Regions from separate parts of the Ctenopharyngodon idella genome. Here region 2 is linked to region 1. A link is a contact called in public Hi-C data. All regions are on one chromosome and are shown on one strand. Each heading gives the region's core, a stretch centred on a gene start, on an enhancer-like site or on the middle of the called end of the contact. The rest is flanking DNA. Distances are from core to core; before and after follow the strand shown.

What was found. Hi-C and Micro-C count contacts between places; a contact is called where the count stands out from the background.
Region 2: a Hi-C map of muscle shows a contact between it and region 1, with 3 times the contacts expected there. The contact joins the promoter of LOC127519401 here to the promoter of LOC127519383 in region 1. A contact is called at or near these places in 2 of 2 Hi-C or Micro-C datasets (both in muscle).

What each region holds. Positions count from the first base shown.
Region 1 is chr9:36,083,927-36,089,752 of HZGC01, forward strand. It overlaps LOC127519383 (NACHT, LRR and PYD domains-containing protein 3-like), which reads left to right and starts at 2,175. Exons shown (of 8, transcript XM_051907032.1): 1 at 2,175-2,498. All of the region lies in intron 2 of si:ch211-166e11.5 (gastrula zinc finger protein XlCGF8.2DB), which reads left to right.
Region 2 is chr9:36,512,765-36,518,590 of HZGC01, forward strand. It overlaps LOC127519401 (gastrula zinc finger protein XlCGF8.2DB-like), which reads right to left and starts at 3,742. Exons shown (of 3, transcript XM_051907106.1): 1 at 3,676-3,742; 2 at 2,671-2,801. The coding sequence starts at 2,755.

The DNA.
Region 1 (5,826 bases), core at 925-3,424:
CCATTAGGCTCCCAAGCCAAATGATGATGCTGTTCATTAATATGTTCATCATCACTGTGTATTTAAATTCCTCTTCGTTCTCTGTTCAGTTGTCGGCTCTCGTTAACACATACGCTGAGTTTGGTTTTGTTTTTCATCGTGTTCCTGTTTACACCATGCTTTGCCATAGCCGGACATTAATAGCTTTTGTTTTCATTCACATTTTCATTTTTAATTATGAATTTACACTACGAGCATGTAGGCTAGATTATGCATTTATATATTTATGAAGAGAACAGATGAACAGAGTCACTTTTCATGTTCAACACCATACAAAACAGATGAATGTTTGTTTGTTTTTCCCCGCAGTGACAGCAGAGGCTACTAAAACACAACCTTTGTGCCTGAAAAAACGAATTTGGACGATGTTAGAGCTGGGCAAAAATATTTATTTTAATCTATTCTCATTTTTATGAACCAATATCGATTCTTAAATCTCAAGAATCGATCTTTCGGTCTATGCTGTTTTCAGTTGGTGAATGAACAGAACATTTAATTGGCAATGTCACGTAATGTTACATTTAACTCAATAGCCAGCTAGAAAAATAACTCTAGAGGGGAGCATTTTGCTAAATATTGTATGTGACAAATATATGCACCATATTACATATTCATGATATTTTATATCATTCTTCAATATTTAATGCATGTTTGATTAATTCCATCAAGTTTTTAAGACAGCCACTATTATTTTTATTAAAAAAATTACAAATAGGAGTAGAAACATAATTATGTAAGTTATTATTATAATTGTATTATTATAACATGGACTTAAACTGGGTGCTCACCTGTGTGTAATCTAAAAATGACTTTGCGTCTTTGTCTCAGACAGACAACTTATCGTGGCAGTTTTCATTTTATTCTGGAGGCTGAACCTGCGCTCTGCTGCCTAACTGACTGACTGAAATGCATCAATAAGCTAAAGGACTTTAATTCTTTAGACACATATGACATATGCTCGCTTAAATTTTAAGAGAGAGAATATTATATGAATAAATTACTTTATTAGAGGCTCTTCAACATGAACCCATACTAAACAGCGCACCTCTGTGTGCATCGGTTTGTGTTGTGCATTTCAATTAAAATCATTGAAATTATTAAAAAAATAAATTAATGCAATTTCTTATGTCTTTTGTATCAGTATTTATTTATTTATCCTCCTTAATTTCAAATACAGTTTCTAAATGTTATTTACATTAAAAAAAACTATTATGTTATTCATGATTACAGTATGTATAGCTTATATAAAGATAAAAACCTTGTATAGTGATCTTTTCTTTATACACCAATAAAATGAAATATAGTGTTTAAGTATGTTCTAGATATTTTTTTGACCAATATATGATTAAGGCAGCATAAATGGACGAATATGAACATCTGAACATAAAAGATTTTTACCAACATTAAAACTGCCAACCAATGTTAAACTGTTATTATTATGGTTATTATTATTATGGTTATGTACTGGCATAAATGCATAAAAAAAGACATCAAAACTTGCAGCTTGTTGGGTCTCCAGGGAGGATTTGCAGAGTTTTTATTTCGAGGACACTCTTTTCCAGACACACTTCTGCTATTAAAGCGGTTGTACATTCATCTCTTTAGCAAAGAGACAGTGTTTGGAACTGAATTAATTTTCTCTGAGCCACATGTTGTGGATGCATTCAAGTCAGAAAATGTTGAATGAGGATTTGCTTTAGCCACAGAAGAATCTCATATAGGTTTAGGTAACCTGAGGTCATTCTAAATGGCCCAAAAGTGATATCAATAACTGTGTAAGATGTTTTTAACTAGAGTACTTAAAATAGAGATGTATGTGGGGAGTAGGGATGGGAAGATTAACCGATATGTATCGATACGCGGTCATGCGCGTGCACGATGCGAGTGAATCGGTAGAGCAGCAGAGGATGAATGAAATTTTGGAAGCAAATCGAGATGCATTGGTTTTTGCGAGATGCATCGGTTTTTCCGAGATACAGCTTATCCTTTTAATACAGAATGTATTTCTTTATTTATTAACAAGTTTTGTCAACCTGTTTTTTGCGCATAATTTAATCGACCTACATAAAGTAGGCCTAAGCAACGGATTTGCGGATGTGTGTACACTACAACTCATCAGCTGCGCGGATGAAGCCAGTGATGAGCCCAAAGGTAGTTATCAGGAAGCGCGAGGAGTAATCAAAACAAACATGTCGGACGCCGAGATAATTTATCCTCCACTGAATTTTAAATGTAAAGTTTGGGAACACTATGGATTTTACAAGACGGACGACTTGACAAGACAGATGCAATTTGTAAAATGTGCCGCGCACCTGTAAAATACACGGGCAGTACGACTAATCTGATATCTCACTTGAAGCGGCGCCACGGTGGTGTTGTGGATTCGGAAGCGTCTGCCATTGCCCCTGCATCCCCTGCCTCCAGCTCTGACTCACCTGTAGATACCAGCTCCAAAAGTGGTGAGAAAAGTATTGAAAGTTTTGTCCATGCCCCGCTTGCTAACAGTTCCGCGCGCTCTACGGCAATAACTGTTTATCTTGGAAATACTTAAATAATATGTGCCATGTGCTCTAAAATGGCCCTCTACTGTAAACCGACACTCAGGCTCTGAGAGAAAAGCCAGTTTGTAAAAAAGTATTGGTTTTACTTGGTTAATAAATAATTAAACTAATTCAATGGCACCGCATCCTCTTTCACATCACCACATAAACTTGATCTAATTAGCTAGTGCTGAATTATGGCATCGTATCGTGATATGGGTGTGAATCGTATCGTATTGCATCGCAAAATGCCACACATGTATCGTTAATATATCGGATCGGATACTTTGTATCGAGATGCGTATCGGATCGGCATTATACCTTAGATGCCCAACCCTAGTGGGGAGAAAGAAACAGTAGAACACATATGTATGGTGATGAGAGAAAATAATAAATAGTATATGTAAAAATAAATGGTAAGAAGGGGAAGAATTTGAAATATTTATTGAGATGTGTTTAATCAAGTAGAATACGTTATTCTTTTACAGTGTCAATTTATAAGTTTGTTTTTAAGAAAAAAAGTAGAAAAAGGGGAACAGAAAATTATTTTAAACCATGATTACACACATGCACAGTAGGTGGCGATATGCACACAGAATGAAATGAACCAAAACACAAAAGAAGACAGAAATCGAAACCAAAAAATTTGAATTCAGCTTCTGAAAAGGCGCCATTTCAGACCGCTGTAAACCAAAGCTTAAGTTACATCATTCTCATTGGTAAGTCCAGTATGTCCTTCTCATACACACATCTAAAGTCCATACATTTAGCCCATATGACAACATCACGTTATATGTTAAATGTGGGTATGTTTTACTATTAAATTACTATCATTTTACTATCAAAGTCGATCAAGATTTTGCTGAGGAATCAGGCACAGTTAATAAATAGCTAACGTTTTTCAAGTAATGTATTTAAAATACATGTCTGAGAGATCTGCTTTGAATCCGATTCATTATTAATAAATCTCTGTCTCATCGCGCCACCATATGCGATAGATGAATTTATTGTTTACAAACAAAATGGAACATAAGCTGAAGTGCTGTTTATTGTAATAAAACACCCCGTTTCCAAAAGATTGTTGGAGTTTAATGCTACTTTATAATTTTATAAGGACAGCTAGGGTTGGAAAAATACGATTTTACACAAATTATAATCATTCATCATCACAGAAAGATGATTGCTTCTTCTGCACTAATAAAACCCGATTGACTCGCAACTGTTAATGGATTGGATTTGTGCGCAAAGCCCGAATTTAACCTCAGTCATCCTGCTCAAGTCAATGCAGAAGCTTATGCGCTGTTACCAAATTATTTCAATACTAACGCCTACTCTAGAAGTCGCTGAATCAACGGGATGAATATGAAATAGTGACTGAATGCGCCCCATTAAGACATGTTAATCTTCACTAAAATACTGATTTATTATCTTGACAAAATTACCATAGGCCTACACACAGATGGCTGAGATTCACTGGGAGGACTCTAGTTTTTCAAGGAAAGATTTTTTTAGAGATAATTACCCATTTAATTTAGGCCAAATTAAAGATAGGAATCTCTGCATTTGTGATGCATAGCCTACAGAATTGAACAGGTCTGTAAACCTTTTAAAAACATTTAAAGAAAACTGTAGAATGTTTTGGATGGCAACCTCTCAGTTCAGTGCTTTAAAATCAACAATTATTAAACACATTTAAAGATTAATGTAGTTTTAAGGAAAATGGTATTTAAAGGATTAGTTCACTTTCAAATTAAAATTTCCTGATAATTTACTCACCCCCATGTCATCCAAGATGTCTTTCTTTTTTCAGTCAAAAAGAAATTAAGACATTCCAGGATTCCAGGATTATTCTCCTTATAGTGGACTTCAATGGACGGTTGAAGGTCAACATTAAGCGTTCTACACGATCCCAGACAACTAATAAGGGTCTTATCTAGCGAAACGATCAGTCATTTTGTCCAAATGTCCAATGGTTTCTCTAGATAAGACCCTTATTCCTCGTCTGGGATCGCATAGAGCCCTTTGAAGCTGCTCTGAAACTGACATTTTGTTAATAGCCTTAATAAAAAAATTTAGCTTTTGTCAGGACTATACAGAATATATAATTATAAAACTATACATTGTCAATAATGTAGATCAATACATGTGTATACATTCACACATACATACAAATATTTATAAATCTATAAATATATTCCCCTTATTCCCTTTCTTTCTCTGTAAATTTGTAATTTTGTGATATATTCTGGGAGAAGGTTAGTCCAGTGATTAAAATGTATATATATTTTTTGATTTCCAGTTTAACAGAATTTTCTTGGCGATAGTTAGAGAGATGAGGAGTGGATTTTTGTATTTTATTGGAAGATTATCGATTTCTATGGTATCACCCAATAAACAAAGTGACAGAGTTGGAGGAATCCTACAGCCCAAAATGAAGGAAAGCTTATCGGTCAATGATATCTCAAATGAATAATCAGGTTGGCAGATCTATGTGGCATGCAAATAGTCATCAGTGCTACTCAATGTGCATTGTGAACAAAAGTCTGTGTCGCTTAGACCCGTGACGTGAGTTCTGTGAATTATCTTGTACTGTGTAAGATGTAGATTTGTATTGCTAGTCAGAGAAAATATATTACTACAGATTTCCTTCCAGAAGTGTTGGGGGAGAGACCCAAGTCATTTTCCCATTTAGCCATTGGTAGAATCATTGTTGTATTGGTATTTGATATGTTTATGAAGTTTGGATATAAATTTTTTTAGAATTAGTGATTTTCATTATCTCTTCCATCAACTGAGAGGGATATAGTGGGTTATTTATTATATTAATCCTGGATTTGATTATGGATTTTATTTGTTGATACTGGAGATACTGTTATCCCCTAAGACTGTACTTCTGGACCAGTGTGTTAAATGATATAAATTGGTTATTTTGAAATACATGTGTCACGGTTTGAGTTGTGTTTTGTTCTGTTCGGTTGTTCATGTCTAGAGTTTGTTTTTCATTAGTCATATGTTCTCCTTTGTTCAGTGTTTCCCGCCACTCGTTTGTATCCTTGGTAACTGATTTGATTAGAGTTTGAGTTCAGGTGTGTCTTGTTAATTTGCTCCTCAGTTCTGTGTATTTAAGCCCTGTGTTTGTTCAGTTCAGTTGTCAGTTCTCTGTTGCGTGTACCTGGTTGTTCTGTTTGTTTTATAGTCAAGAGTGTTTTTGTTTCTAGTTCTGTTGAATAAACCTTTACTGCAGCAC
Region 2 (5,826 bases), core at 2,492-4,991, 430 kb after region 1:
AAACTTTTTCCACACTGCTGGCAGGTGAAAGGCTTCTCTCCATTGTGAATTCTCATGTGGATCGTAAGGTTTTGTTTTCGACCGAAACATTTTCCACACTGTTGGCAGGTGAAATCACTACTAGTTTCTGTCTTCAGAACTCTTTTTTGTGAGGGAACCTTTTTTGTCATTGAGCAACTAAAAGATTTTTCTCCAGTTCTGAAATCATGATCTTTCTCATAATGATTTTTCATTTCAAATTCCTTCAGATCTTGACTCTCCTCTTTCAGCTGCATCAGGTCTAAAGCAAAACAAAAACAAGTTAACCCTAGTTTAATGGCACAAAACAACAAACATCAAAACCAACATAAAAGCATTAAAACATCAACACCCACCAATACAGTTTACTACATTCTATATGCACTCAGCTACTGAAAGAGGTTATACAATTTTTAATCAAATTAATTACTTGATGTGCAGATTAATTATTCAAATTAACCTCATATTAATCTCACATCAATTCTGGCAGAGAAATGATCTATCCTTGGTGCTCGCGTTTTGAATCAGTATCGCTACAACGTTTCAATATTTTAGCGAATATAAGTGAGCTATGCTCATATTCTTGTTTTAAATTGTAATTTTGGCAGCTCCTGAAATGGGTCATACCATTGATATTACCAGAGCACTGAGCAGTTTAAGAAAATAGAAAACTCAGCTCATACATGGACACAGTTATTGCATGGACGGAGCAAGAATAATGTAAGTGTCTAAAATGCATGCACACTGTTCAGTTTAATGGTAAAGCTTGCCCTCTTTAAAGTGCCCCTATTATGCTATTTTAAAGGTTCTTAATTTTGTTTTGGAGCTCTCCTATAACATGTTTACATGCATCAAAGGTCAGTCTCTCTAAATCCCTCCTTTCCACAAGCATACTCTGCTCTGATTGGCCAGATGGCCCAGTCTGTTTCGATTGGTCTACCGCTTACACCCCGTGCGGAAACAAACGGCCATTACCATAACTGATTCAGCTCCGGAGCTTTCTAAAGCTCAGCGATTGTACACACTGTACAGACAGTAACAATTCGATTTACTGGCATCGATTTTACCATATCAATCAGAGCGCGAGTCCGATGATGAAATATTGGAAGAACTAGTTATTCAACCCAAAGTTTCTCAGTGATACGCTACTCACTTTATCGTATATTATGAGATGTTGCAACTAATTCCTCTACATCAGCATTAACAAGTGTATGTTCCTCAACAAACCGATGTGTATATTTCTAATTTATTGCAGTGCACATGTGAGAACTGTATCATTAACAGTATCAATAACAGCGCATATATTAGCCGAGCACTAACGTAAACGACTGATGTAACATTAAAGTTTGTAAAAACAAATCTTGCTCCATACTTTATCATTACTCGGAGTTGTAATCTGCATTAATGGACACAGTTTTAGGTAATAGTGGCCAACAGCTGATTAGCAGAAGTGTTTCACTAAGACAGTGATAACGTGAGTTAGCTGGTTAGCTGGAGACATACACAAAACAAAACACAAAACTATGTATTTTGAACACCCAGTACAAAATATACATATCAATAATTAATCACACTTACATGTTGTGATTCTGAGGAGCAAATCGGTCCAAATACAGTGGGTACTGACCCATCTTTAATGAATAAGCATTTTGTAAATCCCATTTAGACCTCATGGAGATCTGAGAAGCAATCGTGAAAAGGTTATACTGCTGTTGTATTGCTGTGGTAATTTTAACCACTGACTCTTCACCTCCTCATCCTTTGGAAGTGTTTACAAAGAGAATTTGCTTCTGCAGAGCAGAAAACAGCATTTTCTCGACACGTACACAATATGAACCAGATACAGTGTTTGAGGAGGGTTCAAGTTTTCAAGTCCACGCAGAACGTAGGGAATGGGATTTAAATTACAAATGACTCGTTTAAGAGGCTCAGGGTCGACTCTTTCTTTTGAGAGACAATAACTTTTTTTATGATGCACTTTCAGCTTTACAACTTTGCAGACTGTTTACATTCACATACAGCTACATTACACACTGCATGAAAGGTCATTTTCAAAAATGCATAATAGGGGCACTGTAATGCAGTGTAATGTAATGCACTGAAGCAGCACAGCGTCTTCTTACTAGTTCACAAACTATATTTGTTCATTACCGCCATCTATTATTATAGCACGCATCTTGCGACTTTACAGTCCGTACAACAAGAGATTGTCTGATGATTATGTAAAGGATGTACATGAGTGGATATTTCACACGAGTCGACTGTAAGTTATGCAAACTAAAGATTAAAACGCTGAAGAATAACAGCCCTTTTAAAATTATTAATTATCCTGCTTTATTGCACTCTATATCAAACATACATTTCTGATTTAATTACAAAGATGATCTGCCATGGTTTAATCTGTCCCGCCACAGTTTTGTAATGAACCTAAAAGATCACTAATCGAACAGAAAATAAAAAAAGAACAAGTATAGAGATAATTACTCACATTTAATTATTTAATTTTACAGTTTTACATGAATGCTTTTCTTTGTTTTCAACTCAGAATTACATATGTTACACAAGACTGTTTTGGGCACTCATATGATGTCACAAAAATATCACTTATTTCAGTAGAGGCCGACATTTCAATAAGGATCAAATGAAACTAACCTGTTTGTTCCTCAGTATCTTCATGTTTCACACTGAATACTTCTTCAATCTTTATGTCTTCACTCTCCTCTTTAATAAACGCCATCTTTATAATAGTGTGTCACAAGATCTCAGCTGAACCAGGAGTTTTCCTGTGTGTTTGGACAATTTGTCATGTTTAAGATGAGAATAATTAAGAGAAACAAAAATAAATCCACTGTAAATCATTATGGCTGATTGAAGTTGTCAACTGGAATGTGTTTTCATATTATATTATTAACAATTTTACCCTTTACTGCACTTTGTGAAAGGGTCACACATCAGACAAGAACCGTCACGGCTAATGAAACAGAAAATGGCTTCCTTCTGAGTTGAGAAATAAGGTCTTTCTTTTTATCAAAACTGAATCAGAATATATGGGCTCATATATTGAAACAAATTAGGTTAAATATATCTAGAGGGTGGTAACAGTTCAGGGTTAGGAAAAATTAATTAAATTTAATTAACAATTAAACAGTAAAGAGTTACTGAAAATTAATACATAATTGAACAGTAAGTGCTATAAAACTGCTTGTACAAACTAAAAACTAGAGTCCCAGAAACGCGCTCCTGAAAGTGCATCCTCTGGTATTGCAGGATCATGATACTCTTTTCAAGAGATTCGAAGCACTGAGTGAATCATTTTTGACGTGCATTTGATTCAGTTGACTCGGAAAGCTCGTTTCGAAAAGCTCCGTTTCTTCATCACAACAACTACCAGAGACCGAATTCATGTTTACGATAAACTGATGCACAATATAGGGCGCAAAATGAGACGCACATTTTCTGTTACTAAAAAAAAAAAAAAAAAAGAAGAAAAAAAAAACATTTTCAGTTACTCATGTGTGGACGTGTTTTACTCACAGAAATAACGCTCATAAAAGTTGGATAAAACATTATACTATTACATTATATGTAATGTAATGTTAAAAAGGTCTGAACGAACTGTGTTTATTTGAAAACTTTAAATGCTTACAAAACACAAACCTTTCTTCAGCCGATTCACAACAAACGCCCAGCGCGCCGCGGTCTTATGACGTCACAACGCCACTACAAAATAAAAGTTCTGGCCACAGGCTAAAATCACAAAAGTGCATAGGCTACATACAAGCAAAATAATATGTCAGATTGATTATAGATGAATACATGCTGTCCAATGATGTGCTGAAAAAAACTGCCAATGAAAGAGTGTGTAGCACATCTAATATGAGAGATTCTGTCTAAAAGACAAAACTATCATTTTTGAGTGCAGAAACCAATTATACCAGGGTTTGATTTTTTAAGTTGTATCACAAACAAATATTTTATTATTATACAGTAAACAAGGTTTGTCAATCCAATTAAACCTTTATTAAGGCAAAAGACTACTCAACATCCCAAAACCAAACATATCCAACAATCAATGTCGCAATACTTGTACGTTACTCTCAGTTGTGCAGAATTAATTGTGATTTTTGCATGTGTGTCAACTGAGTTGAAAAAAGAAAGAAGTCCTGTGATTCTTGTATTTTCAAACAATCAAATATTTGTTTTCCAAATTTCCTTGAAATTTTTTGTACCACTGAAATGGGGGGACCTGATTTGAATGTCCCATGAGAAGTTTTTTTTGTTTGTGAATTCACCAATATAAATAGCTCAGTAGAGATGATCACAGCTTCTTCCTTGTTAATTCATAATACCTGATAAGCTCAGATCTGTTATAAATTAAGACGTCACTACTAACATAAGCTCTACTTCAGCGCCATCTAAAGGTTGTGTTTATTATGCTCTGTCTGCACAAACACATAGGACCCTATCATACACCCGGCAGGAGCGATGCAAATGTTTTTTGCTAGTTTCAGCCCGACACAGTTATCATTTTCACGTCCTGCACCACGTTAGCAGATGCATTTGCGCCCATCTGTGCGCCCATGGGCATGCTGGTCTGAAAATGAGGTGTGTTCAGGCACATTGTTGGGGCAACTGAAATAGACTGCGCCACTAACCAACTGAAACCTGGTCTAAAGTCAATGGCGCAATATTTTTTTTGTTATTTAAAGGGTGCGTTAGTAATATGCGCCTATAGGCGGGTGCACAACACACAGGGACGTGCAGCGGAACACAAACATGACAAATATTAAAAATAAAAGGATCACAATGTAAAAGATTATTATTGTGTAAAGATAAAAATTCTTTGGTCTAACCCGGCTTGTCCAGTAGATGGTCTGCTCGCGCTTTAACCTCATGCATGAGCAGATCCTAGGTGTAGGTCAGAAGGCCTTTATTAACCCGTCTAACTAAGCCGTGTGGAGTATGTTTATGATGGATGGATGTGGATGGAGACACTTTCTTCAGCTCATACTCGTTGATACCGCTCAATGCCATTATAAAGCTCGGATGCGTCAGGATATTTATTAATATATCTCTGATTGTGTTCATCAGAAAGAAGAAAGTCATATAGGGGAGAGCGGGGCACAACCTAATGCTTTATGACTTTCTCAGTTTGTGTAAATCTACTTAGGGTTCAGAGAATTTCTTTTGTTCCACATTAATTTCACATGTCTGGTTCAAATATTTGGCTTTGTTTCATTAATACAGTGTATACTTTTTTCTTTATTTACCCCGAAAGAAGGGAAGTGAAATGTGACAACATGCCCCATAGGTGGGGCACGTTGTAACATGACCATATGACAGCTAAAAATGTTATCTGATTTAATTAAAAAATATATATATACGTGACAAACTAAAATATTTTGTCAATAAAAGACAATAATTATTTTTTTCATATAAAATAATAGCATTTTTTTTATAAATTCAAATTTAAATAATTTTGAGGTTTGACAATGAACACTCTGTAAAACACAGCTGTACAGCACTGGTCAAAACAATACACCCAAACAGATGAAGAAACATATTCAGAAAAACACAGAGCTGAAGAAAACACTCCTCTCCCTCCGCTCACAGCTCTCACTGAACACCAGATAAATAGATGAGACAGTACAAATGCTGAAAGTTTCTTGAAATAATATTTTCTGGATGTTCAGGTTCTTCCTCTCAGTCTTTTTTCACCTTTTTCTCCATGGTTTCTCAACAGAAATTCATAAAAGTTGATTATGCCAGTTGTATCGTAACTGTATATAATAGTATAGTTCTAATAGC